4 separate regions of the Mus musculus genome follow, and regions 2, 3 and 4 are each linked to region 1. The links are chromatin contacts, called in public promoter capture Hi-C maps. All regions are on one chromosome and are shown on one strand. Each heading gives the region's core, a stretch centred on a gene start, on an enhancer-like site or on the middle of the called end of the contact. The rest is flanking DNA. Distances are from core to core; before and after follow the strand shown. Region 1 holds the start of C1rl (complement component 1, r subcomponent-like). Region 2 holds the start of Nanog (Nanog homeobox). Region 3 has its middle 6.6 kb from the start of C3ar1. Region 4 holds the start of Clec4d (C-type lectin domain family 4, member d).

The links. Promoter capture Hi-C pulls out the DNA fragments that hold promoters and counts their contacts.
Region 2: a promoter capture Hi-C map of embryonic stem cells shows a contact between it and region 1, with 2.9 times the contacts expected there. The contact joins the promoter of Nanog here to the promoter of C1rl in region 1. A contact is called at or near these places in 2 of 39 promoter capture datasets (cranial neural crest and embryonic stem cells) and 1 of 115 datasets of contacts at active chromatin or transcription factors (embryonic stem cells).
Region 3: a contact with region 1 is called in a promoter capture Hi-C map of hippocampal neurons, with 3 times the contacts expected there. The contact joins the enhancer-like site here to the promoter of C1rl in region 1. A contact is called at or near these places in 7 of 39 promoter capture datasets (the 3T3-L1 cell line, 3T3-L1-derived adipocytes, cranial neural crest and 3 more), 3 of 115 datasets of contacts at active chromatin or transcription factors (astrocytes, forebrain and pancreatic cancer cells) and 1 of 9 other capture datasets (embryonic stem cells).
Region 4: a contact with region 1 is called in a promoter capture Hi-C map of the HPC-7 cell line, with 5 times the contacts expected there. The contact joins the promoter of Clec4d here to the promoter of C1rl in region 1. A contact is called at or near these places in 2 of 39 promoter capture datasets (the HPC-7 cell line and neutrophils) and 1 of 115 datasets of contacts at active chromatin or transcription factors (bone marrow-derived dendritic cells).

The regions. Positions count from the first base shown.
Region 1 is chr6:124,491,344-124,495,052 of GRCm38.p6, reverse strand. C1rl (complement component 1, r subcomponent-like) reads right to left here and starts at 1,940. Exons shown (of 6, transcript NM_181344.5): 1 at 1,823-1,940; 2 at 1,010-1,238. The coding sequence starts at 1,902. Gm44096 (a long non-coding RNA gene) reads left to right here and starts at 651. Exons shown (of 3, transcript XR_003956364.1): 1 at 651-820; 2 at 918-1,262; 3 at 2,523-2,900.
Region 2 is chr6:122,705,961-122,709,669 of GRCm38.p6, reverse strand. It overlaps Nanog (Nanog homeobox), which reads right to left and starts at 2,105. Exons shown (of 4, transcript NM_028016.3): 1 at 1,737-2,105. The coding sequence starts at 1,887. RefSeq lists promoters at 1,965-2,155, 2,071-2,297, 1,960-2,365, 2,028-2,409, 1,891-3,709, cis regulatory regions at 2,214-2,221, 2,307-2,312 and an enhancer at 2,232-2,269.
Region 3 is chr6:122,860,953-122,864,661 of GRCm38.p6, reverse strand. No RefSeq gene overlaps it. Among named protein-coding and RNA genes, the nearest start is that of C3ar1, 6.6 kb to the right of the region's middle. Within about 2 kb of position 1,626, at least 51 of the 459 cell types and tissues checked have an H3K27ac peak or open chromatin away from gene starts, as enhancers often do.
Region 4 is chr6:123,259,995-123,263,703 of GRCm38.p6, reverse strand. It overlaps Clec4d (C-type lectin domain family 4, member d), which reads right to left and starts at 1,597. Exons shown (of 6, transcript NM_010819.4): 1 at 1,342-1,597. The coding sequence starts at 1,369.

The sequences.
Region 1 (3,709 bases), core at 691-3,190:
ACTCTGTAGTTTCTGCCTTGAACTCAGAAATCTGCCTGCCTCTGCCTCCCAAGTGCTGGAATTAAAGGTGTGTGCCACCACTGCCTGGCTGGGGTTTTTTTTTTTTTTTTTAATTCCTCTTCCTTCCCCACCTTCCTCCATAAAAGGAATTGGATCTAGGGTCTTGGCACATATTTTACTAATGAGCTGTATTCCTAGCCCTTTAGAATTTTTTAAAAAAGTCTTTAAATAAGATTTATAACCTAAGCACTCAGAAGGTTGAGGCAGGAGAACTGTGAGTTCAAAGGTAGCCTGGGTAACTTACTTTTTGTTGAGACAATGTAGCTCAAGCTGGCTGTGAACTTGTTTTGTATAGTTCAGGCTGGCTCTTCCTGACTTAACCTTTTAAGTTTTGGGATAACATGTCTCACTGACCACATCTGGCTAAGATTCTGATTTTTAAAAATTATATGCATATCTTACTTTGATATAAATAAAATTTAACTCAAAAGATAACATACTATGATTTAAAAGAACTCTTATTTTGAATAATGCCCTTGCTGTGATTTTGTGGCCTCTCATCCCAGGTGAACTTGATCGGTCTTCACTTGTTCTTCTGAGGGTGAACATTTGTCATTAATTACATCCAGTTTCCTAACTCAGTAGAGAAAGCACTCAACAAGGTCTAGCTAGGGAGGGTGAGATCCCGGGCCTTTGACAAGATTGTAGAGCAACAATATTTATGTGTCTCTTTGTAAGCTCTCAAAACTCAGGCTCTGCCCCGCAGCCGCCTTCTCTCAGAGCTTGGTGGGTCCCTGCGGATGCCTTGGTGGAACCCTTGGTGAGTTGCCAGGGACGGGTGGGAGGCTGTATACTGAGTGATCAGGCTGTAGCTAGGCCCTAGATCCTCTGACTTGGACACCTTATCTCTTCTCTAGATGGGTGGTTCAGAGCAGAGCTATCACCCACTGCCCATGGGAGGCTCCCTCCCCAGAGCCCCTGCAGCTCTCCACCCCCTTGTCCAGCTCACTGTGACAGAGTCGCCTTCACAGTCTGGGGATGGCTCCAGATCAAAGTCCTGGAAGGTCAGCCTCACAGCAAACCCCTCTGGAGCCTCGATGTCAGTGTGGCTCTCCTGGCCTTTGAGATATGGCTCTGGGTATCCAGGGGATGTCAGTTGCTGTGGTGACTGCTGGGCCAAAAGCACAGAGGCCTGTGTGGGGCAAGTATGGAGGATTCCCCAAAGGAGCCACCAGCACCTGTGAGTGAGCAGGGAAGACAAGGTGAGGTTATACAGCTCTACCAGAGGCTGTGTGTGTATGTTCTGTTGTGGCCAGAGATGATAAAGGCTCCGGAGGCTTAGGGACTAGCAGTTGTGTCCGTGGCCCCAGAGTGTTGGGCACTTCTGGATACCACTTTCCTGAACCGAGTCTGTGTAGGTTCCTATCTGGATTCCTCTGTAGCCCGATCTCCAAGACTGCGGGGTTTCTATCCTATGAAGACATTATTATGGCTCCTTTTCCTTTGTGAGTCTAACCCAGATGGCTTCCTGCCTCAGCCTTTCCTAACCCCCTCCTGGAGTACAAGTTAGGGTCATTTAAATAATTCCTGGCTCAGAGCACTGAACAGGCAAATTCAGTTAGTTCCCTCTGGGTCATCTGTCTACCCTCCGCCCCTCCCTGCCCCCCCACCCGGCCGTGTGTGTGTGTGTGTGTGTGTGTGTGTGTGTGTGTGTGTGTGTGTGTGTGTGTGTGTATACTTATGTAACCCCATGTCCTGCCTTCCTCCCTTCCTTTCTCCCAGCCCCTTTCTTTCTCCAGGGCCCTCTATGGTGCAAACTCACATCTTGCTCATGCAGCTTGTGGTGGGAGAACTCCATAGGCTGTTCTCCAGCTCTGGGACCAGGCCTCTGAACCCTGACATCTGGAACTGGCTAGAGTGCTTGGCTCAGGCCAGGGAGTAGGAGGTGGGGCTAGAGGAGGCCCTTTAGGGAGAAGGCAGAAGTTACTGGAAATGAGTTGAGACTCTGGGTGCAGGTCTGCCACCTGCTGACAGACTCAGGAATAGCTCTCACCATAATTGAAAGGAAAGACCTTTAAAACACGTGAGAGAGCAGAGTATGTGCACATGTACACATATGTACACATGACCTTTGGCTCTTTGCTTTTTTTTAGGGGGATGGGAGCTGAGATAGTCTTGCAAAACCTGGACTGGGCCTCCAGCTTGCTATTAGTGGAGGCTCTGCCTCCTCTCTAGCATTAGAATTACACCACACCTAGATCTTGGTTGTATTTTTGAAACAGGGTCTCACTTTGTAGCCCAGGCTGTCCTAGAACTCACTCTGCAGACTAGACTGGGCTCCAAATCATGCCAATCCTGCCGCCTTAGCCTCCAGAGGGCTGGGATCACAAGGACTTGCATACCCAGTTCTTCTGGAATATTATTAACTATATGTTTGTATCGTGGCTTGTGTGACACTTCTTATGACTCTACTGCTGCCTTTAATGAACTAATCTCTCCTCCCCCCTCATTTACCCCAGCAGTCTGCCTCTTGGAGAACTTGAAGTGTGTGACTCAAGAACCCCCGAGTCTTTCTTTCCTCTCCTTCTTGGTCAAGAACCAGTGAGTTCGGGCTGGAGAGATGGCTCAGCGGTTAAGAGCACTGACTGCTCTTCCGGAGGTCCTGAGTTCAAATCCCAGCAACCAGATGGTGGCTCACAACCATCCTTAATGAAATCTGACGCCCTCTTCTGGTGTGTCTAAAGACAGCTACAGTGTACTTACATATAATAGTAAATACATTTTTGGGCCGGAGCGAGCAGAGGTCTTGAGTTCAATTCCCATCGACCTCATGATGGCTCACAACCATCTGTGCACTCATATACATAAAATAAATAATAAATCTTTTTTTAAAAAAAGAAGGGGTGAGTTCATGCATTTTGTCATTTTGAGTCCCTACCACAACATCTGGAGGCTCCTCATATAGCAGGCTGTGGTCCATCCCCAGGAATCTCTGAATCCCTCGGGACTCACCTCAGCTGTCAACCCAAGCTGTAAGGTTAATCATATCAGGAGTCACAGCGTGAGTGAGAGGATTTTTCCCTGCACCCCCTGCCAAGGGAAGACACACACCCGTGGCTTGGTGAGCGTGGGAGGGTTAAGGATGCAGAGGTGAGCATGGGGGTGGTTAGGGAGCACAGGCAGAGGTGAGTGTGGGAGGGTTAGGGAGCACTGCAGAGGTGAGCATGGGGAGGTTAAGGATGCAGAGGTGAGCATGGGGGTGGTTAGGGAGCACTGCAGAGGTGAGTGTGAGAGGGTTAGGGAGCACTGCAGAGGTGAGCATGGGGAGGTTAGGGAGCATAGGCAGAGGTGAGTGTGGGAGGGTTAGGGAACACATGACGAGGTGAGTGTGTTAGGGAACACGTGCAGACATGGCTTGTCTAGTTCTTAGGAGGCAGGTGTGCAGAAGGATTTGCATTCTAGACTCACACACCAATCTGAGAAGAGCGAGTTGCTTCTTCCGTCTTGCATGTGGTCGTGTGGTTTCATTACACACAAAGTATGGTTTGAATGAGGATGGTTCCCGATAGTGGAAGAGACTGTGGCCTTGTTGGAGGAGGTGTGTCACTGGGAGTGTGCTGTGGGGTTTCAAAAGCCCACATCAGGCCCAGTCAGGATTTCTCTCTGCCTGGCACTTGTGGTGCACTTGAGAGCTCAGGTACTTCTCCAG
Region 2 (3,709 bases), core at 856-3,355, 1.8 Mb after region 1:
CACTTGTTGTTAGGAATGCACAGTCCTGAGTTTAGACACCCCCCACCCCCAATTTTTTTTTAAAGGTATATTTTAAAATGATCCCACTGGGGCTGGTGAGATGGCTCAGTGGGTAAGAGCATCCAACGGCTCAGTGGGTAAGAGCACCCAACTGCTCTTCCGAAGGTCTGGAGTTCAAATCCCAGCAACCATATGGTGGCTCACAACCATCTGTAACAAGATCTGACGCCCTCTTCTGGAGTGTCTGAAGACAACTACAGTGTACTTACATATAATAAATAAATCTTTAAAAAAATAAATAAATAAAAATATCCCACCATCTTTTCTGCTAGTACAAGAGCAGCCAGTCAGAGGGTCCAGTTAATTATTAATTACTAGAGTAAAATTTCGGTTAACCAAATTCGTTTCTCTTATCCTTGACCCTCTAGCTCTTCGGTTAGCTTTTTTGTTTTTTTCCAGGGCCTTCAGCAAGAGACAAGTGCTCCTCCACCAAGCTTTGCCCCAACATTTCCTAGATCCAGCAGCAGGTAGAAGACACCTCCTACACTGAAGACATCTGTGCTCCACGCTGATGGCAATGCTGAGGTTAGCCTGCAGTCTAGCAAATAAGTAGACAGCCCTGAAAGCAGCTTCTAAATGGAAAATTATGCCATCTGCTGGCACTAGGGGCACGCACTACAAACACACATGCTCTACACACATGCTCTAAAAACACACATCACTTACAAAGGCTATCCCCACCCGTTCATTCCTAACCCAGCACTTTTCCCACCTCCAAAATCAAAAATTGAGGGAGGCAGAGGCAGAGGCAGGCGGATTTCTGAGTTTGAGGCCAGCCTGGTCTACAAAGTGAGTTCCAGGACAGCCAGGGCTACACAGAGAAACCCTGTCTCGAAAAAACAAAAAAAAACAAACAAAAAAAAAATCAAAAATTGAACCCATAAATCAGAAAAATCAAGATGACAGACATTAACTTAAAAGCTCAGAAAAAAGGGGACACACACTTCCTAGCGCTCCACACACCCAAGCACCGCTGCACACACCCGAGCATCACTGCACACACCCGAGCATCGCTGCACACACCCGAGCATCACAACACGCACCTGAGCACCGTGGCACACACAGCCTAGCAGCCTCTTGGTTCTACCATTTACAAGCCTGAGTACTGGGCTGACTCTGTACAGACAATGAGCTTCAGACCTTGGCTCCAGATGCTAGCTATAAGAATGAATGACTTAAACTGTGTACACTTGTTTGGGGTTTGGAAGGAGCACTGAGCTCACAAACCCAGAACTGCTAAGTGACATCCATATTCCCAAAGGTTGAGAGAAATGCTAACTGCTTCTGCTGGAGAAAACGGCCATTTGGGCAAATTGCAAACTAACTGTATAACCTCACCAAAAAAATGGGGTGCTCATTCCAAGCTAGGATGTTAGGTCTCCCTGCTACTGAAGACACCACTCACTGCCCCCGAACATATTCCAAAGAGCCCAAATATTTAGGTTCTCAAATACACACAAGAGCCTTATATTGCTCCGTCCTGTGTCCCGGATCTCTATTTCAGACTAGAAGGCCAACGTATCACCGGTCAAACTCAGAGGGGTTTCCAGAAGAGTGATAAGGACACCCGCTTATGTTAATGACTACTACGGTTCATAAAGAAGCAATAACCCTTCAGCCCGTTTTTTCTACTCTTACCCTAATTTACTGGGTTCTTCGGGGACTGAATTCCTTACCAGCCTCTGTGCAGAGCATCTCAGTAGCAGACCCTTGTAAGCAAGAATAGTTCTCGGGATGAAAAACTGCAGGCATTGATGAGGCGTTCCCAGAATTCGATGCTTCCTCAGAACTAGGCAAACTGTGGGGACCAGGAAGACCCACACTCATGTCAGTGTGATGGCGAGGGAAGGGATTTCTGAAAAGGTTTTAGGCAACAACCAAAAAACTCAGTGTCTAGAAGGAAAGATCATAGAAAGAAGAGTTAAATGTCTAATGCAAAATTATCAAGAAGTCAGAAGGAAGTGAGCCGCAGCCTTCCCACAGAAAGAGCAAGACACCAACCAAATCAGCCTATCTGAAGGCCAACGGCTCAAGGCGATAGATTTAAAGGGTAGGTCCTGCTCCTCCCCCCTCAAGCCTCCTACCCTACCCACCCCCTATTCTCCCAGGCACCCAGGCGGCACCCACGCCCCACCAGCCCTGTGAATTCACAGTTAATCCCACCTGCAGGGTCCACCATGGACATTGTAATGCAAAAGAAGCTGTAAGGTGACCCAGACTGGGAGGGAGGGAAAGCTTAGGGGGCATCCTCTGATCTAAAGACATCCCCCCCCCCCAAAAAGAGGCTTTACCTCATTTCACTTTATTCATCTTTTAACCACGGCTGCACCTCCAGACCCTGGCGATCTCTAGTGGGAAGTTTCAGGTCAAGTGGGGGATCTGAGTTTCCTCTTCCATTCTTTCTACAGACATGAAAGAGTCAGACCTTGCTGCCAAAGTCTCTGTTTATACACGGCTTTCCTTTCAGCACTCAGCGTTTCTTGCTTGCTCTTCACATTGGGAAACCTGGGGAAATCTTCCCTCCAAAAGTGCGGCTTTTTAACGCAAGTCTGAAGAAAGAGCCTGTGTCCTGCTTAAGACTCGGGCTACCTTAGTAAGTTGGTCCATGCTTTGGTTTTGAGACAGGTTTTTCTCTGTTGCCTTGAGTAGCTTATACTCAGTATGTAGACCAGGCTTGTCTACCACCATGCCCAATTTAAGGAGTGTTTAAATTAATGTAGAGGCCTTCTGTTTTGTTTTGAGACAAGTTCTCACTGTAAAACCTAGGCTGGCTTCAGACTTACTGCAATCCCAAGTGCCTCAGCCGTCTAAGCAATGGAAGAAGAAATTTATCGTATTTCAAATTTGGTTTTGGTCATTTCTTTGAGATAGAGTTTCACGTACCCGAGACTGGCCTCACAGTCTATTGCTCTAGCTGGTCCCAAACTCCTGATCTTCCTATTTCCACATCCCAAGTTCAAAGTTTGCCGATCAGTCCTTGTGCTCACAGATAAGTGAGTGAAAGCACTCTAACCCAGCTTAAGTCGGCTTCTGTGTATAAGCAGAGAGGGAAGGGCCGTCCTCTCGTAACATCTCCCATGTGAAGACTCTACCACAGTGAGTATTGGTAGGAGTGGTTCTTCCTGGGTTTTATTCTACAAAAGACTAAGCTTGAATGGCTCTTTTTGGTTTGGGGTTTTTTTTGGGGGGGGCGGGGCGGAGCGCGGGGGTTGGTGGTGTTTGTTTGAGTTTTGTTATTATTCTAGGCAGGGTTTCTCTGTGTAGCCCTGGCTGTCCTGGGACTTGCTCTGTAGAACAAGCTGGCTTCCAACTCACAGAGAGCCAACTGCCTCTGCCTCCCATGTGCTGGCATTAAAGGCCTGTATGTGCCACCACTGCCGCCATGGCCACCACAGCCACCATACTACTACTGTCTCCACTGCCACCACTGTCTCCACTGCTACCACTGCACCACACCATCATTGCCACCACTGTGCCATGCCACCAATGCCACCACTGTGCCACAGCACCACTGCCACCATCGTCACCACTGTCTGCCTCTGCTGCCACCCCTGCCACCATTACCACCACTTCCCTTCTTCCACTGCCACCAATGCTACCAATACTACCACTGTCAGCACTGCCACCAAGCCACCATTGTTACCACTGC
Region 3 (3,709 bases), core at 377-2,876, 1.6 Mb after region 1:
GAATCACCCTTGGCTCTTTTTCTTTGGTTTTTGGTCCTGGGTTGTTTTTGTTTGGTTGGTTAGTTGGTTTGGTTTGGTTTGGTTTGGTTTGGTTTGGTTTGGTTTGGTTTGGGTTTAGGTTTGGGTTTGGTTTGGCTTGGTTTTTTTGTGGTCTTGTTTTTATCAAACAGGGTTTCTCTGTGTATCCCTGGCTGTCCTAGAACTCATTCTGTATACCAGGCTGACATCAAACTCACGGAAATTTACTTGCCTCTACCTACCATGTGCTGGGATTAAAGGCATGACTCTTCAAGCCACTAAGCTTGGCTCATTCTTTTACTTTTAAAACAGATTTACAAGCTAGAGGTAATGGCATATGCTTATAGAGACACAGAGGATTTGAGGCTCATAGTCATCATTGGCTACATAAGCCAAGCCCTCCTTGGGATGCATCAAGAGCTTATCTCAACACACACACACTCACGCAAACACACACGAATACACACACACCTGCATTCAGGCTGAAGCAAGATCACAAGTCCAAGGCCAAAGACCGGATATGGAGTCTGTCTTGACAAAACAAACAGGCAAACAAGAGGGGAGCATTTCTAGGGCTTTCACAGGTGACCAGGAAGAGGATGGTAGGCTTGCCGTGGACAGCTCTCAGTCACATTCTTGTTTCACAGGACAGGAAATGGAAGAGAACTAACTGCACAGCCTATGACGCTGAGTGACAGAGATGCCTAGCTTCTCTCCCTACCATGAGTTCTTAGGCTCCCTGCATCAGCCAAATCACCTTATTCAAACCACTCTCTGAAGTCTACACCCGTGGGCTTACACACACACACACACACACACACACACACACACACACACACACATACACACACGGTAATCATCCACTCTGTTTAATTGTATGCCTAAATAATAGCAAAAAGAAAAAAGCATCTAGGTCGAGCATCTAGGTCAGTGTCAAGTAGCTATTACCATAGCTGGAAGTCATATCCCACCTCCTACCCCCTAGTCTCCTGTTCTTTTCTCTTCCAGTTTTGATCGCTTTCCATGTTGCTCCTTGTGAATCAGCCACAGAACCGTAGGCCGTCCACAGTCTTTGCACTGCTATATTCGATTTAGAAGACAGATCACTCCATACAAGCTCATCCATCTACTCACGTCTCACATTCAAATCTAGCATGTATTTGCTTTTGATTTTCAGAGAAAACAGGCTACGAAGACTATAATTAATTTAATTCTTTTCTGGGAGAATGAACTGTACTACAGCGCTCTAGCACTGACGATGTGAAGTTAATTGATGACTCCTAAAAGGTATTAATGTGACTCTGTGTGTGCATTCAAATTTTCATTTCTCCTCTTCTCCCGCCTCCCCCCCAAAAAAAAACCATCTGGTCTCTGCTCTGGAATTTAAATTTGGATATTCAAAAGGAAAGAAAACAGAACCAAACAACATAAATTCCCCAGGGTTCTTCACAGTTTACCACAAAGCAGATAGAAGCATGAAAATCATCAAAAACAGGAACATTTCACAAGGCAGTCTCAATAATTTGCTTACTGAGGCTAGGGATGTGGCTCAGTGGTGAAAGAGTTGCTCAACACATACAAGACTGTGGGTTCCACCCTCAACACTGCAAAAACAAAAATAGTAATGTCTTTTACTTGGAAAGTAGTAGAAAGAGGACCTAGAATTCAGTCATCCTTGGCTACAAAGGCCAAGCTGGGATAATAGAAATCTCACCTCAAAGCAAAGGGGAACAAAGTTTCTTAAGCAGAGCATGGTGGTAGACACGTAAAATTGCAGCTACTTACTGAGAGCTCATGACCAACCTGAGAAACAAAGTAACGGCCAGACTGATATTAACAGTAATAATAATAAAGTAATAATTTCCTTAATTACCTGAAAATGAAACTGGAAGCTCCCGTGTTTTGAATTGCTGCATATTCTTTTTAAAGATGTATTTATCTTTGTCTCATGTATATGAGTGTTTTACCTGCATGTATGTCATACGTGCACAGTACTGTTGAAAGCCACAAGAGGGCGACAGATACCATGAAACAGTAGTTACAGAAGGTTGTGTGCTGCTGTGTGGGTGCTGGAAACTGAACCTGGGTCCTCTGCAAAAACAGCAAGTGCACTTAACTGCCAAGCCGTCTCTCCAATCTCTGTTTCATAGTCGTTAAAAAACCATAAATCAATAAAGCTGTCTCTGCTCCAGAGACCACTGTAAGGAGTCATATTTATTAACTCTTTGTATTATGTTCAGAAAGCATTTTACTGTTTGTTTGACGGACAGCTAGTCTTTCCTACATTAATGCTCCCAAAGTATATTGTGCAGCCCTAGAAACCCCTACTACAGTATAGTTAAATGCTCTCTTGGAGCTTCAGCATCTCCCACAATGAAGCTAGGGGTATCAAAAGCAGAGTCAGAGAACACAATTATGGTAATGAAGCAATAACTTCCTCTTGTTTGTTGGTGGGTTTAACTGTGCAGCCTCTACTGACATCCAACTCACAGTCCCGTGCATCACCCTCCCAAACAGTGTGATTACCCACAGGGATAGGTTTGCCCACTATCCCTGTGTAGACTTCGTCGTTTATAAGTGGAAAAGATACTCTCAGCACTGTTTCTGGGAGTAAAAACTGGTGACACTCTAGTAGAAACTTTCATATTTTTCAAAAATTATGGGTCTAGAGATAGATGGCTCAGCATTTAACAGCGCTTGCTGATCTTGCAAAGGACCTGGATTTGGTTCCCAGCACCCACATGTAACTTCAGCTCCAGAGGAGTCAACATCTTCTTCTGGCCTTTGAGGGAAACAGGCACAGAGACTGTGTGCAAAACACACTTCATTGACTTGAGGCGTCTCAGGAATCTCAGGTGCTAGCTGAACAGGTCTTATCAGGAGGAAGGAAATTGATCTTGTAATCTAATTGAGGCTATGTGACACTCCTCAGATAGAAGCAATGTGGGGCCTTAGAATTCTCCAGACAAGGTCAAAGAAAGAGAAACCCCTGCTAGTAAAGGGAGTCTCCCATATTACGCCGAGCCCAGAGGCTATCAGGTCGTGATGGACTTCAATCTTAAGTAGCAGAGTTTTCCCACAAAACCCGGTCTCATAAAACAAACCAAGCAGAAAGTGGTTGGTTTCTTCTATAACAGTCATACCACCATTACACTGATGGGCATATCTTGCCACACTGGTCATCATTGTAGTTCACAGGGCTCACAGCTGGGTAAAATTATTGATGGCCATCTCCCCACCTCCCAGCAACCTACCCTCCAGGGTTAGGAAAGCCAGCCAGCAATGAGGAAGCTTGCCGGTCAGTACCAACTTGATTTCTCCGTGTTCTGTAGCCAATGTGGTGTCTTCAACAAGGGAGTCTTCCCATCAGATACCAGAGAGCTACTGAGAACAACAGCAATTGCTTGTACATACCTGGTACTACAAATGTGTTCAAGAACCCATAGTTGGGAAGCACACGGCTCTGGGATTAGACCGATTAAATGAACATAACATCAAACCTCCCTCTAAGTTCTTATCTGCCTATAGATCAGTAAAATCCCCAGTCCTCATCAGAGAACGTTCTTTGTGCAGTATATGGAGGTTAATGCAGAAGTTCACAGTAGTCAAAGCACCGACAATCAGTGTCATGGAGAGCCCAGTCACACACAGAACATTTAGATCACCTCGCATCCTCTCCCCAAGGCTCAGG
Region 4 (3,709 bases), core at 348-2,847, 1.2 Mb after region 1:
CTGCTTCCAGTCTCCAACACAAAATAGTAACCAAAAACAAGCAAGCAGAACACACACACAAACACACACACAAACAAACAAGAAAACAAAACAACCAGGTTTTTTGATAGAGCATGGTCCTGGTGAAGTTAGCTCTAGTAGACTGGTGAGATTAAGCAAGATTTAAATTGTAAGCATAATTTAACATTTTCCAATGTATTTATTACTATAACATCTTTTATTTATTACTTGGTAATTTCAAACATCTAGGCACTGTATCTTGATCATTACCATCCTCAAGCTCCACCCCCATCTCACCCTCCCCCTCCCATCCCCAGGAATCCCCTACATGTTCCCACTTCCCTTTTCACGTTCTCTCCTTTGCTGCCTTGTCTCTGTAATCCACTCAGTCCACTAAGTGCTGTCTACTGGAATGTTGACTGATCTTGTTAGTTTAATCTTATGCCAAGTCTTGTGCAGGTGACAATAGCTACTAGGAGTTCATGGCTGCAATGGCCATGTCTTATCCAAAAGATGTATCAATAGCTTGCTTATAAGTAATATAATATAATTACTATAATAAAGCATTATTTCACAGTCTCACAGTGCAGATCCAGTAGCATCCTTTAAATCAATCGGGAAACCAGGGAGAGTCTCTGGCATACTATGAGCCTACATCTATATGTTCTATGTACTATTTTTCTCTCTTCTTGTCAAAGGAATCTTCCAAAGTATTTAATTCTCCTTTTCATTTTATCTCATTTCTTTTTAAAATATACTTTATCTCCCCTCTTGCTTCTATCTGATTTTAGGATCTCCTTTCCTTGGTCTTAGCATCTGTTACACAGCTTACCAGGAATCAGCCATGTCCTTTGTCTCCATCAAGGCCATCCTCATTGTGTTCTAATACCCCTCTTCTTAAATCTTTACACTGCCATCAATTCACATTTTAAAATTATAGTCATGAGTACTTAATCTAGTTAAATGTGAAAAGGGCTGAGCATGATCACATATCAACTAAAGACTCAGCCCTCAAAAGTTGGAAGAAAGGAGGTCAAGTCTGAGGCAATCCCAGGCTACACAGAAAATTCAAGACCAGCCTGTGCTACGTAACAAAACTTTATCTTGAAGAAGGAAGAGTTAAGAGAAAGAGGGGCGAAAGACAAGGAGGAAGAGGAGGACCATGGGAAGAAAGGAAGGGGAGAAGAGAAAGAAAGTAGGAGGGGGAAGTGGATGGGTGGATAAATGATTGATAGATAGGTAGATAAATAGATAGATAGATAGATAGATAGATAGATAGATAGATAGATAGACAGACAGACAGACAGATAGACAGATAGACAGATAAAGAGAGAGACTCACATTTCATTTGGGATTCTTCCAGCCACATTATGTGTGTCAAGAGATTCCAGTCTGCTTTTTACTTCTTGCCCAGAGTGTATATTTCCATCACAAGTATCTCTTCAGAAACATTTAAGATTGGACATCAATACATCTGTCTTATTCTGGTAAGATCAGTAAGTGTTCAGTACAAGAGAGCCAAGTGAAAAAGAATAAATCTTAAAAACAGAGTTTCCTCTAATGTACTAGAACACAGGGAGCAAAGAGGAAAAGGAAATTGAGAAAGCAACCCCAAAGCCAGTAAAAACTTCCAGAAGTGTGTCATGTAAGATTTCTCAATGTGTTTTTGCTACTCATATGTCATGTTTTCAAAGGTAGTTTGAGGTAAAATGAGGCTTAGAAAGTTCTCTAGCTCAATGAAATATGTCCAAAATAACAATGAACAAAGCTTTTAACATAGATTTTGTGCACATGGTGCATGTAAAGACATGAAATCCTTTGCTTTAGAACAGAGGAAGAAGTTGGTGAAGCCACTGATTAGATTTCAACATTTTCTCAGGTAAGTGAAAGTAGGCTTGTTACGGCAAAGGAAGAAAAGGTTGTATGATAGACACTATTGTGATCTCTGGTTCCACCTACAGGATTATTAAAGAATGGACATTTGTGTTCCTCCAAACTTTATTCGTTGAAGCCATAAACACTTCTGTTGGTGTTTAAAGGTGGAACCCAGGGAGGTCACTAGAGTTAGCTAAGTTCGTAAGTGGGGAGTCCTTATGATAAAACTACCATGCTTAGAACTCTGTCTCCTCTCACCCTCGTCTCATCTCTCTCCTCTTTCTTCTCTCTTCTCTCCTCTCTCCTCTCCCCTCTCCCTAGTCCCTTCTCTCCTCTACCCTCTCCTTACTCCTTCTCCTTTCCCCAACCCCTTCTAGAATACTGGGACACAGCAAGAGAGCAGCCTTCTCCAAGCTTAGAGAAGGGATCCCACCACAAAGAGACCTTGCACATATAGCCCCCATATATTCATGAGAATAAATATATACCATGCATCTATAGCACTGTTGTTGTGTCTGAACTCAATTATCATAAATACCCAGCAGCTTAGAAATGTTTCTTAAAGTCTATTGTACAGCATATAACACCTTTCCTGATTTTTTTTTTCCTTAGCGTCATAGGAGGCTTGGAGAAAGTAAGATCTGAGTTCTTATTGTGTATTATTCTTGTGTCAAAATTAGCAAAGTGATGGGCCTGTTGGCTAAATTCCATAATTTTCCTAGATAACAGACAGCAAGTTTATCAAGGGGGAAGCAGCAACAAAATCAGAAACAAAACTGAAAATCAGATTCTAAGCTAAGAAATCTTTACAAATGGTAAAAGGCAAAATGGACATCTTGATAGGTCTCCAAAAACAAATTTAACTTCAGTTAACAAAAATAATTTATTTCATTATGACAATGAAATATTTGATTATTATTTGAATGTATAAGGCTCACTATGGATTCACAATTATTCAGAGAATAAATAATTCATATGTCATAAAACATAAATAAATGTTATAGATGTCATCCGTTTTCAATGGATCTCATTCATCAAATAATTATGATTATGCACATTAAAATATGTATTATTTTCTTAAATGAAGACTACATACATATTTCCAGTATAGCTATATAGTGTTTTGTTTTTGTAAAATTAAATAACAGATACAAGAAATTATAAGGCAAGCGATTGTGGGCAGATGAGTCCATTCTGTACTCAGAACAGAAAAGGCCAACATGTGTAAGCCATTACACCTAATAACAGGAAGAGGAAAAAGCCAGGCACCCACACATAGTGAAGGTTCATAATGTACAACAAAAGGGAGTCAAATACATTCATCAGAAGAGTTAACAATGCAGGCTTTCCTCCAGAAGATAAATCCCCAATGTGGCCCTCTGGGTTGTGGCCTTGTGGTTTGGGAAATTGGCAATCAGTGACGCACATAACACGAGCCGGTCATGCATAAGCACATCATTGTGGAAGAGACAAAAACTGCTAAGTCATCTAAGAAATATTTGATTGTATCATCACTACATTATTTGGTAAGCTATTGAGTAAATAGTGGTCCCAGGCTCCAGGTAAGATAGGTTTCTAGAGAGAGCTGGGAAAGGATACAGAGGGTGCTAGAGGTGGGGCAGGTATAGCTGCTGACAGATTGGCACAGGTCTGCCTAGGTGAGAAGAACATATTCAAGCAAGCTCTTATTGTGGGTTTCATGGAGAGGAGCATGATGGCAGTGGGAAGGTGGTGGTTTGTGTGTTAAACACTGTGGTGTAGAAGTTTCTCAACCATTTGCAGGCATAGCAAGCAAGCCAGTATGAGATATGCTGGTTGCTTCTCTGTCAAGTAA